Regions from separate parts of the Danio rerio genome. Here all the other regions are linked to region 3. A link is a contact called in public HiCAR-type and Micro-C data. All regions are on one chromosome and are shown on one strand. Each heading gives the region's core, a stretch centred on a gene start, on an enhancer-like site or on the middle of the called end of the contact. The rest is flanking DNA. Distances are from core to core; before and after follow the strand shown. Region 1 has its middle 12 kb from the start of slc25a36a. Region 2 holds the start of LOC141378646. Region 3 holds the start of LOC137487480 (complement C1q-like protein 2).

Region 1 (4,017 bases), core at 880-3,379, 210 kb after region 3:
AATTAACAACCTCAAGACGTGCACTTTATACTTGCAGCAAACAGTTAGGAAGCATTATAAGTTTCCAAGAAGATGTCCAAAATCTTTACAAGCATTGACCCAGAGACTGTTCAGATGCGTGTCACTGATGAGAAGATGACGGATGTTTACTGGGATGACCGAAAAGGCCTTAAACACCCAGCAGGCAGAAGACCCTAACGTACCCTAACGTCATGGGGATGTTGCATTTTGTTTGGAAATGAAAATTGATTGATTTCAGAACTTAGCGTCAGGCCAACCTCAATGTCCAACCTAAAACCAACCAAATATCAACGTCTAATGATGTTACAGCTTGAAGTTGTGTGGATGATACCACTATGACATCTATCAGACGTTGGATTTTGGTTGTCACACCTGATGAATAAATGTCAGTATTTCACGTCAATATTACGTTAGTTTAAGATGTTGGCTCGATATTGGAATTTGATCACTTTCCAACCTAAAATCGACTAAATATCAACGTCATTTGATGTCATTATTTGACATCAAAATAATGTTATCCTTAGACGCTGGCTAGACATTAAATTATGCTGAAATCTGACATCACAACCTAAATCTAACCTAATATTAACGTCTTATGATGTTGTGTGCCTGCTGGGCATTAACTAAATGCACTACAGAATGTTACGTTTACACGCACATGCACAAATTACATGTAAATGCCTCAGCTTTTTACAGCGTAATACTCACTAATCTTGAGTATTTTTAAAAGGGCTACTTTTTATAAATACTTTGAGTAATTTTTTCAACAGATGCTTTTACTCTACTTGCACTACATTTTTAGGCAAGTAATAGCCCTTTTACTTGAGTATGATTTTTCAGTACTCTTTCCACCACTGAACATTTGCAAATTATACTGTAATATTACTTAATGTAATGCAAAAACTGAAGAAATACATATTTACGCTCATTTTCATAAGCAAAAAAGAGTGATGGCTCAAAAATCTGCCAATGCAGGCTCATTCCGATTACATACCCCTATATACATTTCTGGAGAGAGCCAAATAAGTCTCGGGAGCTATGTTTTTTTTTTTTTTTTTGCAGTTTTTGTTTTCGTGAATTTGCCAGAGGCCAATGCGTATGCTTCTTCAGATCTTAAATTTCTCTGGCAAGTGTCATTTGTGCCCGCTCTTATCGCATAAGTCCACTAGAGGGCGCTGTCGACTGATTGAATGAATTACTGACTAACCAACTGATCCACTGTGTAGTTATGTGTAAGAAATAATGTTCCATGATTACCAGATTCAAAACTTTGTAGTGCTAAAAACCGAGGTTCTGCCTAGCCAAAGACAAGGAAAAAAGACAGAGCTTTACAAGGCCTGGGTAATCATCAAGCAAAACAACTGCATTCTGACAGCAAACTGCACCTGTACAGCAGGGTATGTGAACTTACATTTTTACATTTCATTGTAAACAATCTAAGTGTCTGCAGTTTAATTAACCAAATTTAACTGTCTTTGCTGAAATCAGTGCTGCGATCAGAAACGAGTAATGTGTATGATTCAGCATAGCATGAATTTAACTGATGTAACATGAGAACTGCGGTCCTCACTCCATTCAGCTCTTCTGATGGCTGTTAGACAAAGACGTCTGCAGTTGGCATTAAAAACAAAGTGGTGTATGGTAAAATTTAAGTTTTCTATTTTTGTACTTTCGATTATAGGCATCCTACTGCCCATCACTTTTTTTTTTGCAACCGGTATGCGCGGTTGAACCTGTGTGACATCATCTATTTTCAATAGAACCGATTGACCTGCCCACCCCCTTTCCTAAACCCAACGGCAGTGTTTTGAAAAGCAATCCAGAAATCCACCTGAATTTTACCATGTTTTCATATTTTACCACATTCTCACTCTATTTACTAAAAAATGTCTGCAGATTCTGTCTGACCTATTTTATTAGGAAAAAAAAAATATTTAGCAAATATTTTTAGCTAAGAGAAGCTAAAAGCAGCCACTTTTGGGGAGGTTTTAAGGCATTACTGGGAAATGCTGAATGTTCAAGGTTTTTAGTGAATACGGGATGTCACGTTTTTGCTGTTGTGTATTTATTTGCCTGATTTAGACTTTGACATGATGATGATGACCAACATGTCCGAACACAAAGTGAAGCACAGGTCACTGTCAAATCAGCACAGTCCCTCAGCATGTAGGTTAGTCTACCACAGACTCTAGTTAAACTTTACACACAGTGAAGTTTGACAACAGAAATGACCAAAGCTGAAGCACAGATTAAGCTTATTTTCACACATTTTTTTGTGATTTTCTGATTATTACTTAATATGATGCTGATTTCTAAAATCTGCTGTTTTCCAACCAAATATTTATGTATCACCATAGTGAAAGCTTGGTCTAATCTATTGACATGCACTCAAAAACGATATGTTGTCGTCTTGCCTGTGCACTGATAAGACAACAAGATAGGCTAGCTTTTGTTGTTATGCTTTTTGGCTGGTTGTTGACTTTCTAAATACAATAAAAAGCTATTCATTATCAGTTTTTGTTTGTTTAATCAATGTTGATTACGTTCATTGCTGCGTTAATGATTGTGTGAGATTTTTAAAACTATATTTTAATGATTCTTTACTCTGTTGACTGAATGCAAGCGCTAATGCCAAATTAGACAATTACATTTCTACAAAAGTTCTATGTTTTATGTTTTTATTAAGTTATTGTAGTGAAAGTTGTGGGGCGTCACGGTGGTGCAGTGGGTAGCGCGATCGCCTCACAGCAAGAAGGTAGGTGGTTTGAGCCTCGGCTGGGTCAGTTGGCATTTCTGTGTGGAGTTTGCATGTTCGTGTATAAAGCCAACGATAAACTTCTGGTGAAAGCCTAATATGACTATTTCAATTTCACGAGGTTGTTTTTACAGAATCGATGTTGAATTGTAATTCATGATGGTTGTTTGGTTGTTCAAGCTTAAAACGAGATGAAACCCCGCTGTAACCACTAGCACTGTCAGTAGTAACAGGCTAGTGCAGAAATTCCTTTGAAAACACTGTGGTAAAATAAACTGTCATATTTTAAAGTCATGGTAGGGGCAAATGGAACTCACTGCAGTGCTCGTTGTCTTATCTGAGACCCACTTCATATCGTATATCTAACAGGCAGATCTTCATGCTGATTTTTAAAGAAAAGTCTGTGTGCATATAGCTTATTGGGTAAGCTAAATTGTCTGTAGTGTATTTGTCCGAATGGGATTGTATGGGTGTTTCCCAGTGACGGGTTGCAGCTGGAAGGGCATCCGCTGGGTAAAACATATGCTGGATAAATTGGCGGCTCATTCCGCTGTGGTGACCCATGATTGATAAAGGGACTAAGCGGAAAAATAAATTAATGAGTAAAAGTTGTCGGCTTTGCTGCAGTTTGGCGACATCTGCTGGAGAAGCTTCTGCATGCCTCATTGAACAAAATACTAAGATTCTGGACCACATGCAGGCTCGTGCCCGCCTGTGCAATGGGCTGGATCCTTTTTCTCAAAATGTGGACCTTTTTGCCTCATTTTCTATTTCATTCAGAGATTTAAATACTGCATTTTAATGACATTTTAAGCACTATTTTTAGCTGTATTAGCTTGTCGGACTGTTGTAACACACTTTTTAACATACCAAAATATAAAATATTTAGAATAGATAAAGATGAATAAATAATTACTTTTAGTCACAAATTTATTACATCATATATCATAAGAAAAAATAGGAATCTGTTAAAGTTTTAAATGAAAAACTGTAGTCTGTTGTTTTTTTTTTTTTTTTTTCTGCAAATAACAATCTGGCCAGCACATTCAATTGTCCTCAGTCATAATTTGGATATTTGAATAATAAAAAACTCTATAAATAATAAAAATTATTGAATAATAAAAAATCTAGTAAAAAATCTAATTAAAGAGCTTCATGATTTGTCTAGCCTCTCTTGTAAAACAAAATACATTTGATTAAAAATTCATGGATATCAGCATTAGCCAAACTAGTATTCAAAT
Region 2 (4,044 bases), core at 830-3,329, 160 kb after region 3:
ACAAGTCCTCAAACCATACACAACAACTGAAACAAATCTTAAATGTACTTACAGGCTGCTGTTCTAGATGCTGCTAAAGTGCTTCTCCTGCCGACTAATGCTACCGTGCTCACTATATAGTGGTTACCTGGCGTTTGGACACGCCTCCCGAGTCAAAACAAGGGCCGAAACTGAGGCGGACGACGCGAAACCGCGTCTGCGTTCGCTACACAAGCTCTTATAGTAACCAAGGAAACAGTGGCTAAACAACTTCTAGTATACACAACTGAAAGCAAGTTTAAATGTCCTACAACTTTACACAAACAGCTGGAAACAAGTCCTCAAACCATACACAACAACTGAAACAAATCTTAAATGTACTTACAGGCTGCTGTTCTAGATGCTGCTAAAGTGCTTCTCCTGCCGACTAATGCTACCGTGCTCACTATATAGTGGTTACCTGGCGTTTGGACACGCCTCCCGAGTCAAAACAAGGGCCGAAACTGAGGCGGACGACGCGAAACCGCGTCTGCGTTCGCTACACAAGCTCTTATAGTAACCAAGGAAACAGTGGCTAAACAACTTCTAGTATTATACACAACTGAAAGCAAGTTTAAATGTCCTACAACTTTACACAAACAGCTGGAAACAAGTCCTCAAACCATACACAACAACTGAAACAAATCTTAAATGTACTTACAGGCTGCTGTTCTAGATGCTGCTAAAGTGCTTCTCTAGACTTCTCTAGACTGTCTCTAGACTGATGGCATTTCATGCCGTTCAGCCTTATAATCTTAAAATGTCAGCAAAATCACCTGCTTTGTCATCACTTTAGATGTTACGCTAGAGAATCAATCAAATACTAGCTTTAAAGTGACGTTGGTGAATTAGTAACAGATTCTGTTGTGCTGACGTCAGCTGCAGATGTGAAGGAATGGCGGATCCTCGCATCATAGGATTTTTGAGACTCTCCACCTTTGATTTTCTCTTTTATATACATCATTACTGTTGTATAAACGCAATATCACACTCGTAACAGTGTGAGCAATAAACATTCACACTCCATTGACATAACTTCAATCAAACACAATGTTGTAACAAATTAATTTGATTAGTTTGTATAATTAGTTAATATATATACAATTAGTCTATCTAAATCAATTAATCAAAATCTAACCTATAATAACCGTCACATGCTCTGTCACAGCCTGATGGAGCTCATGTAGTTATGTCATGCAAGTTCATAATGATAGCTCATAATATTTCATCCATCAGCTACATCAGCTGTCATCTAATTTTTGAAGGAATAAAACTGTAAAATAAGAATTTAAGCAAAATGCACTACAGTGTCACCAGCTGTCCTGAGATAGCCGGACTCTGTTAGTGACCAGCCTGTCTGTTCTGGCAGACAGATAAATGGGCATTGTCACAATGGTGCAGCTTCTCTCCACCTCATATGACAGCACATTCGTCAATCTCACAGAGGCCGACATCAAATTATCCAAATTAAAACGGGCTTAGTGTGGCATCTGGCCTCATCCCTAAGGACCCCAGAACAGCTGAGCTCAAAGCAGACCTTCAAAAAGACGTCATGTCCCCCTCGTAAAGCCATAACCACATCACACTATACTATGGTACGATGCCAGCATTAATCAGGATTAAAGGTCAAAAGTCAAGTAAGTGCATATGGCTCATTCAGAGCAGTTTGTACGATATCGCATGACAGACTACTCTACATTCACATATCAGGGCTTCACATATAGTTCAACATCAAACAAGCTATCTGACAAAGCTTTGAAACACTTATGGGAGAGATGGAGGAAGTCAGATCTGAAAGCAAAATACAGCCTTTTGTGTGCACACTATCATTTCCTGAAAGTCGGACAGAAAAACGCTCACGGATTTGTGCAAAAGTTACTGTTATCGCAACAATGGTTTTAAAGGGTTGTATTTGGAGAGCCATTTCACAGAACATCAGCTGATGGGATTTCTTTTTAAAAGGAACAAGTCTGCATGGATAGACATTTTTATAGACAGACAGACCAGATAGACAGGCTGACAGACAGAAAGAAACGGACAGATATAAAGGTTGGATGAATGGATATATAAAATAGAAAGAAAGAAAGAAAGAAAGAAAGAAAGAAAGAAAGAAAGAAAGAAAGAAAGAAAGAAAGAAAGAAAGAAAGAAAGAAAGAAAGAAAGAAAGAAAGAAAGAAAGAAAATTTGCAAATTGGGGTAAAAAAAACAGGGCAAGTGCAGATAGAAACTTCTGAATCTAAAAAGTCATTTTTCGTTTGGAATTTTAAAGTTCAATTTGGCAGATCATTAATTGAATACATTCAGTCTGCTTAATAATTTAATTTTAAAAAATCTTTATATGAATTATTGAATAATATTTATTCAGTTAAATGCCCCATGAATGAGAATTTGTCCTTCATTGCTTAATATTGAACTTAAATATATTCAATTTTATTTTGACAAACACTGAAAAGTATTTCACTGACTATATATATATATATATATATATATATATATAATATATATATATATATATATATATATATATATATATATATATATATTTCACATTGACTACATTACATTTTTAATAATGTTTCTTTATCAACAATGTAAAATTTTATATTTCATCTCAATATCAAAAAAAAACCTCTAAATCATAACATTACCACACTTTTTCAGTTTCAGATTTCTTCTTAATTGTGTGTGCTGCGGCATTATTTAGTAGATTCCGTATATAATGTATGGATGGATGAATGGGTATATAAGAAAGAAAGAAAGAAAGAAAGAAAGAAGAAAGAAAGAAAGAAAGAAAGAAAGAAAGAAAGAAAGAAAGAAAGAAAGAAAATTGATTGATGGATGGATGGATAAAAATAGACCTACAGAATCATTCCTTTGATTTCATATAAAAAAAATTCTTTTTTTGGGGGGGGTGGGGGGAATAGGAAAAAGAAAAAGAGCTAACATTCACCTATATTTAAGGTAAATGGATCTTACCTCTGAAGCAGCGGGCGCCCAACATCAATGACAATAGACTCCAACAAGGTGAAAAATGAAGGCGAGGAATCCCCTCAATCTCAGTGAAATCCCAGCAGAGGCCCATTCTCCTTCAGGGAAGTATTTGCATTTTCATAAGGACTCGACAGTCAGTCGAACGACACAATGATGAAGCGTTTATCTGTAGGCCTATGTGAAGAGGAAATGGGGAAAACTAACCGATAAAGGGACGTGAGGAAAAGGATCTCTTTAAACTGACACCGAGGGACTGTGTGGGTGGCAAAACTGTGATAAGAGAAGACGTGAGAGAACTGGAGTAAAACCCCGCAGTATTCATGTTAAATAACAACAGTGGGTCAAAATTAGTAATACAAATAAGATTAGCCGTTGCGAAGCGATATTTGACGCAAACAACGGCTGGGTAAGAAAAAAAGCTATCTTTTTACGCGCTCAAAGATTCCGAGCAACAACAGCAGGCTGCCTGCAAACCACGTGCACGCGTGAACCCGGCGTCAAAGGGTCACTGGCACGGACTGAGTAGTGACGAAGAGAGTACGCAGGAACGTGAGGTGACGAATAATAATATAGTATGCTATAATACAGGGGGTTCTTAAATCCTCGCTAAATTCCTTATACACCGCTATAAATTCTCTCAACGCATACCTTGTTTTATTGTTTTTGAAAAGGAAAATCAACAGTAGCTATACATTAGAGCTTCCTCTAAAAATCTAAGCTATTGGAACTGTCTTATTTTCCTTTTTTAATTCTCTTAACACGATTTTTAAATCATTTGTTGTTGTTTTTTGTATTGTATGTGCTTATTTGATGTTTTACTTCTCTGTAAAACGTTTGTACACTCTTTGTTACAGATTTGTATGATGTTGTTCATGTTACCCTGACATTAATAAAAAAAAAGAAAAGGAAAAAATACAGGAGGTTCGAGCCTCGGCTGGGTCAGTTAGCATATCTTTGTGGAGTTTGCATGTTCTTCCCATGTTGGTGTGGGTTTCCTCTGGGTGCTCTGGTTTCCCCCATAAATCCAAAAACATG
Region 3 (3,671 bases), core at 714-3,213:
CGGACAATTAAGAGAACGATCTTGTTGCCTTAGTTCATTTTATCCCCTGGCTGAACAAAAAATTGATAAATTTGAAATTCGTCCACCACAAAAAAAGAGTCTCACTGATTCGCCTTCAGCAGCTAAAAGTATGACCCAATCATACTGGACCCAGGTGAGGAAGCTCCAAACATTTCAGGTCGCAGCGCTAGCAATACTGGAAAAACAAAATGCAGGAATAAATAGTTACTGATTTTACTGGTTACTAATAGTTACTGGTTTTATTCCATTTTCTCAAAGCATTGAGTCTCTGACCCAGCACCATGCATTATCTGCACCAAAGTTCTTGCTAATGAATGTGTGAGGCAGTTCAAATTAATATGACATTTGCTGATGACTCATCACCAATTCTGCAGGGTGTACCCAATACAAATGGCCTGCTGATGTTTTGCTTTTATATTTTACATTAGGCTATTATTTGTGCATAAACATTTCTAGATATAGAAAGAAAAAAAAAAAAAAACATTTGTTTGAAATCAAGCGGGGACCTTACAATTTTTTCCAGCATAAAAAGGGGTCTCGGGCAATAAAAGGTTGGGAACCACTGATGTATATGACTAAAGGTGGGGCAAAGTATTGCCAATGAATATGGAATCACATGAGCACACACACACACACATACACACACATACACACACATACACATATGTGTACACAAAAAATGGATTATGGCTTTTGTTGGTCCAAAGTCTGCAACTATATTTAAATTAGACAATTCATTTATATTTGTGTATTAAAACCAAAGGAGTTGTGTTGGAAAAAAAAAATAGAAAAGGTAAGTTTTCAAATTTAAACAGCTCGCTTAATTAAAATGAATGAAAGAAAGTTGTGTTCCTTCTGAAGTACCACATTTTGGTCAATAGGTGGACTAATATCTACACATGCCCTAATTTAAAAAAAAAAAAAAAAAAAACTGAGAAGGTAGATTTAAACCACAGCAATCGCTCATTATATGGAAATCAAAAGATGAATATTACAGAACAAATTGAGAAAGTGCATAGAAAGTTTCCCGAATATGGACACACAATAGAGGTTTTTCTCTTTTTATGCATTTACATTGAGGCTGTGACAACATTTGAATCATTAATGTAATGTACTCACTTGTAATACTATGTTGTGTATACCATCATTTAGCTTTAATCTTTTTGTTTTGTAAGTTCACTAAAATACATATTCTTTCTTTAATGTTGAACATTGAACCTATTGACATAAAAAAAAGTTACATAAAAAAAGTCAACATATGCTTTTTTGAATGTATATGGACATTGTTTGATGTCTTGGAAATGTTTATTTTTTTATTTTTCTGAAATTAGCACATCCAAATTGTATAATATTTAACTTACACATTTCTAGTAATAGTGTAGTTAGTGTAATTCTTATTTTACATTTTCAGAAAGTTTTGCAATATTTTTTCTCACCCTAAAACTGTCACTACTAAAACATTTACCTCGTAAATGTATATTTTAACACTTTCACAGGTAAATCTGTAACATTCTAACAATAGTTGTATTTTGATTTTTGATGGTAAAGGACAATCAAGTTGATTGTAGTTGACGTACAAGAACAAGGGTACAAATTAGTAAATCACGTGCATGAGTAGGTAAATCAAGGGAACAAATTAAACAGTTATGTGCATCTTTTTTTTCGTCTGGTGCAGGGCTCCATAACATACTGTGAAATGGTCGGGGGGGTTACCTTTTTTCCTGAGCTGCTCATCTTGAAACTCAGCAGAAGTTAAAGCGGCGTCGCTTTCCTCCACATCCAAATGCTCAGTGTTCTCAGTCTTGTTTCTGTGCTCCTGCTGCTGGACCTCAGACATACAGACACAGCTGAACAGGAGAAACAGCAGCGGATACACCACACAGCAGGACATCTTAAAGATTTACTTTCAAACTTTCCTCTTTCTACTTTTTTTAAGTTGACTTCTTGCTCTGTTAATTAGCAAAGGACACAAACTCTGCACGGTTACTGTGAAGAAATGAATACGACTGATCTTCTGTTGAGGGGTCTTTCAGCCTGTAAATTAACAAATCCCTGCAGCTCTTTATATAGGTATGGTGGATTGATGTTTAACCCAGGAAACACTTTTAATGAGGAAACAAAGAAAATATTTGTTTTGGTGATGACCACGTGTGAAACGTGATCCATATCAGAAGATATAAAGACATATGAATAATAACTGTTTTGCTGATGGATCAATAATCAACTCTAGTTCATTTGTTATTTATACAGTATGACTGCATGCATTTTATTATTTAAAAAGGAATTAAAAGAGTTAAATCAAATATTTGGTAACACTTTATTTTAAGTAACAATTCACACCATTTACTGCTTTTTATTAAGCTAATAACTGTTTATTAACACATAAAGTATAGTATGATCTTATTTGACATCCCTAATCCTACCCAAAACCTCAACCCAACTACTACCTTATTAACTATTAATAAGCAGCTAATTATTTGTTTATTGAGCTAAATGTCTTAGTTAATGGTTTGTTAGTGTGAATTGTACATTGAAATAGTGACCAAATAATTAGATTAAATTTTGCATGCAGACATAATTTAACATTTAAATTCAATGTTAGTACAATATTATTCAATTTTTAAATCTATATTTCCCCTTTATTTCTTTTGGAGAAAGTTCGTTTAGTTTGGCTAAAATAAAAGCTTTTAAACATTTTTCAAGTCTCCCTATATTGCTTAACATAATAGTTAAGCCTTTAAATTACACAAAACTAAATACTAGTATTTTGTAAAAGTTGAAAAATAGTATGTACTGTCATCATAGCAAATACAAAAGAAATGTTTAAAAATGTTTTGAAAAAAAAATCTTCTCTCCATTAAAAACACTTATTAAAAATTCTTGAATTTTATATTTATATATATATTTAAATTCCACAATTTGCCTTCTTCTGTATACGAGGAAAGAAAATATAATTGACAGTGAGAAAATTTTGAGCATTCAAAGAACCATCAAGCATAAAAAACAATACTTAAATGCACCAGTCAATCATTAAATTACTAACTTGATCAGGAGAGAAGATCATAAATGCACGGTATATGCTGTTTCACAATATTATTACTGTAAACAAAGGAAATTGTAAAATAATCAGGAAGAAAATAATTCAGAATTCACATCCTGATCATGATTGAAAAAAACAACACAAAGGACAATGTACTGCTTTTTCTGTTAAACTTTAACATAAGAATTAGGGCTGTATTGAGTGGATCTTTCCAAAAAACGAACTGCTTTCCATAGTCTAAACTGTAAAAGACTTCTTTGGAAAATGGGCCATATATTTTTTTACTGACAGTTCACATGCAGCCGTCAAATGAATACCATTGTTATGTTTTAGTACAGTCAACAGTTGCATACAGCACCTTTAAAATAAATTGTGAATTGTGCATGCTTGTGGTGAAGGCTATTTGTGAAAGTAAGTAATTGTTCGCCATGTGAATACATATAACAGCTTAAACATGAATGAAACATTTTAATACAAAAACAAAATCCTAAATTAAAAATAAAAAATCTTATCCAGAAGTAATATAGTGTTGTTTGCGGTCACGAATGACAGCAGTGGAGGTGAATCAGAAATTCATTTCAACTTTCAAATTGTGTTTTAAATGCGTTTC

What was found. A called contact is a pair of places that touch in the nucleus more often than the background predicts. HiCAR-type assays count read pairs that join an accessible place to other places.
Region 1: a Micro-C map of caudal fin shows a contact between it and region 3, with 5 times the contacts expected there. The contact joins the enhancer-like site here to the promoter of LOC137487480 in region 3. A contact is called at or near these places in 2 of 18 Hi-C or Micro-C datasets (caudal fin and embryo).
Region 2: a contact with region 3 is called in a HiCAR-type map of caudal fin, with 10 times the contacts expected there. The contact joins the promoter of LOC141378646 here to the promoter of LOC137487480 in region 3. A contact is called at or near these places in 9 of 18 Hi-C or Micro-C datasets (caudal fin, embryo, fibroblasts and 4 more) and 1 of 4 datasets of contacts at active chromatin or transcription factors (caudal fin).

Annotation. Positions count from the first base shown.
Region 1 is chr2:42,796,937-42,800,953 of GRCz12tu, forward strand. No RefSeq gene overlaps it. Among named protein-coding and RNA genes, the nearest start is that of slc25a36a, 12 kb to the left of the region's middle. Within about 2 kb of position 2,130, at least 4 of the 62 cell types and tissues checked have an H3K27ac peak or open chromatin away from gene starts, as enhancers often do.
Region 2 is chr2:42,751,309-42,755,352 of GRCz12tu, forward strand. LOC141378646 reads right to left here and starts at 2,080. Exons shown (of 4, transcript XM_073928690.1): 1 at 1-2,080. It also overlaps a transcript of spsb4a not described here.
Region 3 is chr2:42,588,755-42,592,425 of GRCz12tu, forward strand. It overlaps LOC137487480 (complement C1q-like protein 2), which reads right to left and starts at 1,964. Exons shown (of 3, transcript XM_073928746.1): 1 at 1,735-1,964. The coding sequence starts at 1,912. The region is part of intron 1 of LOC141378646; the gene reads right to left.